Linked DNA regions of Mus musculus: region 1 is linked to region 2. Evidence: chromatin contacts called from public Hi-C data. All regions are on one chromosome and are shown on one strand. The core of a region is the stretch at or near the end of the contact, and the rest is flanking DNA. Distances in the headings are between cores, read along the strand shown. Region 1 overlaps Gm32123 (predicted gene, 32123). Region 2 has its middle 3.8 kb from the start of Gm31720.

What was found. Hi-C and Micro-C count contacts between places; a contact is called where the count stands out from the background.
Region 1: a contact with region 2 is called in a Hi-C map of the N1E-115 cell line, with 2.7 times the contacts expected there. The contact joins two enhancer-like sites. A contact is called at or near these places in 2 of 484 Hi-C or Micro-C datasets (the N1E-115 cell line and embryonic fibroblasts) and 2 of 115 datasets of contacts at active chromatin or transcription factors (differentiating embryonic stem cells and embryonic basal ganglia).

The regions. Positions count from the first base shown.
Region 1 is chr14:25,111,788-25,114,992 of GRCm38.p6, forward strand. Gm32123 (predicted gene, 32123) reads left to right here. Exons shown (of 3, transcript NR_153781.1): 3 at 1-1,144. Among named protein-coding and RNA genes, the nearest start is that of Gm32123, 4.1 kb to the left of the region's middle. Within about 2 kb of position 1,269, at least 24 of the 459 cell types and tissues checked have an H3K27ac peak or open chromatin away from gene starts, as enhancers often do. A contact at or near this core is called in the N1E-115 cell line, where this site is marked.
Region 2 is chr14:24,528,945-24,532,421 of GRCm38.p6, forward strand. No RefSeq gene overlaps it. Among named protein-coding and RNA genes, the nearest start is that of Gm31720, 3.8 kb to the left of the region's middle. Within about 2 kb of position 1,572, at least 56 of the 459 cell types and tissues checked have an H3K27ac peak or open chromatin away from gene starts, as enhancers often do. A contact at or near this core is called in the N1E-115 cell line, where this site is marked.

The DNA of each region.
Region 1 (3,205 bases), core at 19-2,518, 580 kb after region 2:
AGCTTGCTGGGAGGTTGGTGCACCAGCAGATAGAATAGAATGTTTCTCCTGGCCCTTGAATTCAGTATGTTTTCTTAGAAATAAGACTAAAACCTAATGCTATAGAAAATGCCATGAGTATTTGCATATCCTACAAAGAATATTTGCATATAATTGGTTGTATAAAGCAGGGTGCGTGTTTCTTGGGGTGAGATGCCAGCTGGCTGACAACTCTCCTGTGTGATTCTGGTGTGCCAGGTACTTGTCAGGTAGTGTTGAGTCCTCAGAACCACAGATGCTTAGTACTTGTTGAACACACCTTGAAACTGAGGGCCAGAGCCAGAACTGGCTGGCAGTAGCACCACAGGACATAGGGACATCACTACTCTTGGTGCCACTTTTCTCGCCTACAGCATCACAGTATCTGGTGGAAGGGGTGTGTCTGCAGTGACACCTGCAAGGTGGATTAAGGTCACTGGGATTTAGTCACAGCCTTCTGTTGCACGGAAGGTTTGGACAAAGTGACCTCTACAATCCAGTCCACTGAGGTTTCAGACTTAAGGTACTCACTTAAGTAGCAGTTACCAAAAACAAACTCTGAAACACATCTGCCCAGGATTCGCAGGAAAAGCATGTTTTCAGATCAAATGTGTTTGGAAAATATTCCTAATTATGTCCCCAGTTAGAGACTTATAATGCATGTTACAAACATCAAACTCTCCGATAAGGCACACAATTAAAGCCCGAGTAGTTACTTAATCTCTTTCCTAGACTTGATGAATTGTCAACCCCCCCCCCTTTTTTCTCTACCCACATAACACATAGAGGCACTTGTTGAGGGAACTAGAGTAACAGAAATGGCTGTAGTTCCCGAGTTCTCACTGGTCAGAGCAGCAGCAGTTCTCAGGAAGACTCGGGGGTCAGAAGTGAGGGCTGGAGAGAGAACCTGATTAGGACTGATGCTCACCGGCTTCTGCTTCCAGGAGCTCTTAAAGCTCACATATGGTTTACTCGTGAAAAGCAAGAGCCAGGGCTCCCATGCAAGCCCTTCTAGAAGAAACTAACACCATTGATACTGCTTCTGAAATCTTGACATTCGAGTATCTCAGTGCTCTCTGTATATTTTTATGGTTGTGTAAAAAACCGTCTTATGGATGAACACAAAGCGTCGTTGCCTTTCTGGTTCAATCTTCCTTCTCCCTTTTTACTGAAAGCTGGTAAACACCACTTTCACCAAAACTGGTGAGTCACGGTTCCTGTAGTCAGCTCGTGCTGCTCCTCAGCACCATCATGCTGTTCCACGTCTGCGTAGTGACTCCCTTACTCCTTGGTAGCTCTTTCCTCTGTATCACAGATCCATTGTCACTCGCTCAAATACAGCCTCCCTGACTGCAGGCCAGATCTGGTTCGATGGCCATGTAGACTAATCTGCCAGCAATTGTCACCCACCTTTGGGTTTTTGAAATGTCTGATCCTCCTAACTAGATCACAAACCTTCCCAGGAGAGGGATCACCCTGTGTGACCAGCACCTGCCCAGACTGGTATGGAAGAACATGTTGTTGAATAAGTAAAGGAAAAACATTGTTATGTGAAGTAGCCTCATGCGCCTGGGCCCTCTCTGAAGTCCAGCTCCTTTGCTAGCAACTTCAACCTTTCTCTTCATTTAAATTTGATCCTTCCTCCCATTGCCTGACCTCAGCTCCCCAGCTGACTCCAAGCCACTAGATAAGCCCAGCCCATCCTCCTCTTTCCACTCCCACAGGCTTAGTCATGTTTCCTGCCAAAGAGATGACCACAGGGGGGAGGATTTGGAACCTACAAATAATTGACCTTTTGATATCAAAAGTAATTAGCTCAGTTTTATCTTTTGTTCCGTGAAGAAAGTAGCAGTGTTCATACTGGTGCCCACTTGGTTGGAATTTGTATCTTAGTAAAATTTCAAACCAATGCATGACTGACTTTTAAAAAGTACAAATGGATTCTAAAATTTTGTGAAGAGAATGTTCATAACGTTGCCCACTTGTATTCCTACTTCCTCCCATTTTACAGATAAAGAAACTGAGATCCACAAAGATTATGAAGTTCCGGAAGTGGAGATGCTAAGGTTTAAGCTCAGTCCTTGGCCTTTTGTTTGCCATACTGAGCCCTGAGTTCAGGTCATCAGCTCAGGATTCGATGGCCTTCTGTCTTCTTTGAAAGATCATGAGCTACTTAAAAGCAAGGACCACGACTTTGGCAACTCCAGTTTCTGGCCCAGCGCAATGGCACATAATAGCTCTAAATAAACATTTAAAGAATAACTAGATGAATGGCAGAAATATTAAAAGCCTGGCATAGCAGTCGGCTCAGTATGAATTCCATGAAAGATGTGTAAGAAAGTCAGAGGGACTTGAAGGTCTGAGGAGTCACAAGTTCAAGAGCAGCCTGAGCTAGGGAGTGAGTTCAAGGCCAGCCTGGGCAAATTATTAAAACTGTTTCAAAATTAATAAAAAGGATATAGCTCAGTGCTAGAGTCCTTACCTAGCATGTATTAGACCTTGGGGGGCAATGCTGAAGGGAGGGAGGGAGGGAGGGAGGGAGGGAGGGGGAGGGAGGGAGGGGGAGGAAGAGACTGACAGACACACAGAGATCAAAATGCATAGAATCTAGAATAAGCCTTCATTCCTTTAAGCTGAATAAACTTGTAAGAACTAAGTTGTTTTATAGAAAAAGATTTGAATGCAAAAATCTAAAGATACCTTATTCAAGCTGTCTGGATAGAAAGATAATTGTAGTGATTGGTTATTCTTCAAATGAATATCTAGGAAGAATGGGGGGGATCCATAGAAAGACAGTTACCCTCTGCTCAATATAAGATTGCCATGAGTGCACACATGTGTTTATGTATAGCATTAACCAAATGACTCAAGACAACTTGCATGCAAGGGTAGATGGTGGAGAACCAGCATGGGTGGCTGAGCATAAGGGAAGGACTGCTATTTTATTGCTTTTTGAATACATATCTTAACCCTCTGTTAGAGGGTTTGAGAAGTTTCAATAAATGTAAATTCCCTTGTAATTAACGCGAGTGCTTCCCAAGTGGCCTCTTTGTCCCTTTTCAAAAAAAGAAAAAAATAGCTTTAAGCCATCCACTGCCATGACATTTGTCACTTGCTGAACAAGCCACCATCTCTGTTTTGCCACAAAGGTGATCCTTACCCAAAACCCAGCCCTATGAAACACACA
Region 2 (3,477 bases), core at 322-2,821:
GATGGACCAGAGAGATGGATCAGCTGATAGGAGCACTGGCTGCTCTTTCAGAGGACCAAGGTTCAATTCCCAGCACCCACATGTTGGATCACAACCATCTGTGACTCCAGTCCCAGGAAATTCCGTGGCCTTTTCTGGCCTCTGAGGGCACTGCACACATGAGGTGCAAAACAAAACATACAAAAATAATAAAGTAAAAAAAATTTTTTTTTAAAGAATTGTGGTTGAGGTCTGGTGAGATGGCTCTATGAGTTAAAAGTAGCTTTGCCTCTAAATTTTATAACTCGAGTTAAATCCTGGAAATCCACATGGTGGAAGGACAGAGCTGACTCCTGGAAGATGTTCTTAGACCTACACACACACACACACACACACACACACACACACACACACACGTGTACATGCTCAAGTAAGGAAGTGTATTTGATAGAGGAAGATAGAGGTCATAGAGGAAGTCTGGCAGGGCTGAGAGACCAGGAGGGAGAATGTTAAATGAAGCAGGAGTCAGTTCATCAGGAGAGGCAGCCACATTTCAAGGGTTCTGTAGACACAAGTAGTAGCTACTACCATTGGGTGGAGCAATACAGACCTTTGCCTTTCCCGCGGGAAGTTCAAGGGAAGCCGTGTGTCTCGCTTCTAAGGAAAGAGCCATGTAGCAGAGGACCAGAGAGGAGCGTCTGGTTCCAGGACAGGCTGTGGATGCTGCTGAACTACAAGCATATCAGCAGCAGAGGCCACCAAGTTTGCCCGGCTACAGAAGCTTCATAAACCTGTCTTCAAAGAGGGAGGGGGGACAAAGCCCGTGTGTTCTGTGATAGAAACAGAGAGAACTGGGCCTCCCTAGGAGACTCTCCTTCCGCGTCTACCTCAGCGTCTTCATAGCAGTGCTGCCTCCGCTGGTACACAGATCTCTCTGAGTGGGGCTTCTGTATCCCGTATCTAAATGCCACAGTACTGACCCATACCCAGTGCTCCGTCACAGCTTGTGGAGTTGCCCAGTTAATCGGGGACCGGAATCCTGGGCAGGAAGAGCAGGGGACGGAGGTACAGATTTCCTGAGTGTAGTCTCTATTCTCTTCCTCCAGCTTCCTCAGTGGTGGTGGGGATACTGAGGTGGCTACTGGAACTTTATGCTCTTTACCCATTTACTTGGCATCTGTAATAGCCCTTCCCACCCACACCCCCTTTTCTAGAGGTTACATCCACGTGTGTTTGAGGCTTGGGCCGTTTCTGGCATCCCTACACTTGCACATCAGTTCAGGTGGCAGTTTAGAGCCAATTAAAATTTATAAGCCACAGGTAGTGAGTGAAATTCCGAGGATTAATTTGCTCAGTGGAGTATTAATCTGTGTAGTGTCATAGGTGCTTCCTTATTATAGCAACCTGCAAGACGGAGCAGAGGAGGCACACCCCTCTGGTGTTTGGCCGCAAATCCTCTAATTGATCCCACTGGGCTGCATGTGGGCGTGGCTTTCCCTCCCTCGCCGAGCTGGAGGGGGGGGTGGGAGGGCAGAATCAGCAGTTTGGGCTCACAGCTGTGCCAGCAGCCCTAGAGCCAGGCCCTCCTTCAGGCTCCTCCCTTGCTTTGCAGAGATTGGCCTGCTTTAGGTTTAGCCTCTCTATAAATTGCACTGCTTCCAGGGCACTCTACAAGGGTCAGTTTCAACTAAACCCCAGGGCTTGCTTTTGGAGCGCTGCAATTAGAGCCTCCTCAGTTAGGAGGCTCAGTGACTGTATTGATATGCTCCCCACACGCACCTCCATCAGCCAGCTAGCCACCCTCCTTACCTCAGAGATAGCCCAAGGGGCAGACGTTAGGACTTGCCACCAAAGAGGTTCAAGTCAGAGCTTCACGTTGGACAGAACATAACTCTGTCCGATCAGCTTTGGTACCAGAGACCTTTGCCCTACTTCATTTCCTTTTCCCAAGAGAGCTGGGTTCAGGAGCGCCTCTGGAAGGATCTCAGTCTCTGTGGCCTGGAGGATCTCAGCTTCAGTATCCCAGGTCAAAGCAGTGACCACGGAGCCTGGAGGGCTTATGGGGGGAGCCTAGAGGGTGAGGCAGTGGCTACCAGGCAGTGGCCCTTTTAGAAGATGGCTGAGAATTCTAGGTGTGGAGCCAGATAGCACTGGATTCAAGTATCCTTTCTGAACTTATTTTCTAATGAGAGTGGAGATAAAAGCTTGCATGTGGAGGTGATGCGTGCCTTGTATATATATCATGTTAGTGCAATATATGTAGGTAGCCTGTCCCCAACAATGCTAGCTTTTACTAGCTGTTAATAGCAATGATGAAATCGTCCCAAGGGCCCTCAATTTGTTATTTTTTTCTTCTCTTTTGGTGACTACCAACTGTCCCTGCTAATGGCTGTTACTGGTCTTGCCTACCTTATCCGATGGTGTGACAGTGGGGTGGAGTATTACGCGGGACAGCTTTGAACAATGTGTAGTTGGCTGTTTAAGGGATGATTGTTGCCAATAAACTGAATTAGACCCAACCCCTCTCCCCGATTATCTAGGAACAGGGCTTGAGGCCATTTCCTGTTTCTTTTTCTTTTTTTTTTCTTTTTTTTTAAGATTTATTTATTGATTATCTGTAAGTACACTGTAGCTGTCTTCAGACACTCCAGAAGAGGGAGTCAGATCTCGTTAGGGATGGTTGTGAGCCACCATGTGGTTGCTGGGATTTGAACTCTGGACCTTCGGAAGAGCAGTCGGGTGCTCTTACCCACTGAGCCATCTCACCAGCCCCCCATTTCCTGTTTCTTATACAGAATACTCCATACTAGGAAATATACAAAAAGAGGTTTATTTGAATGTATGGTCTGCTCAGCTACTGGTGAGGGCCCCATGCTGCCCCACACGGAGGAAGGATGTGAAGGCACTAGATGAACAAAAAAGATTGGGCGGGACAAGGGACCTGACTCACTCTGTGTCCCTCCTTTGTTAGGATGGAGTCTCGAGGCCCCAAGCATCTCTCCGATGCACTGATAGCCCTCAACACATTTTATTGGGAACCAAGTCTTTATAAGAGAGTTGGAGAAAAGTCAAATCCAAACCGTAGCAGAAGCCTCCCCGACTGCCTTCCCTTTCAGAGGGCTCTGACGGTGGGGTGAAGTGCAATCAAGGTTCACTGTTACCAGCAACAGATTGACTGTGGGTGATGTGAGTAGTGAAGACGTTTGCTCGGCAGGCATGATGGTGAGTGTCTGTAAGCCCAGCTGCCTGTTGTTAAAGGCCGGCCTGAACAAACTAGCAAAAATGGTTGAGAGTGCAGCTCAGAAAGGCAGAGTTTCTCTACAACAATCAAGGCCCTTCGTAAAGACTAGGGATCAGATAGAGGGAAGTCTCCAGGGAGAGTCAGGTGCTTGGTGTGCTCCCAAAGAAGAGGAGAGGGAGCGACACACCCATGACACCCTCACACAGGGGGCCTGGCCTTTCCTCTCCCTCTCTCTCTCTCTCTCTCCCTCTCTCCCT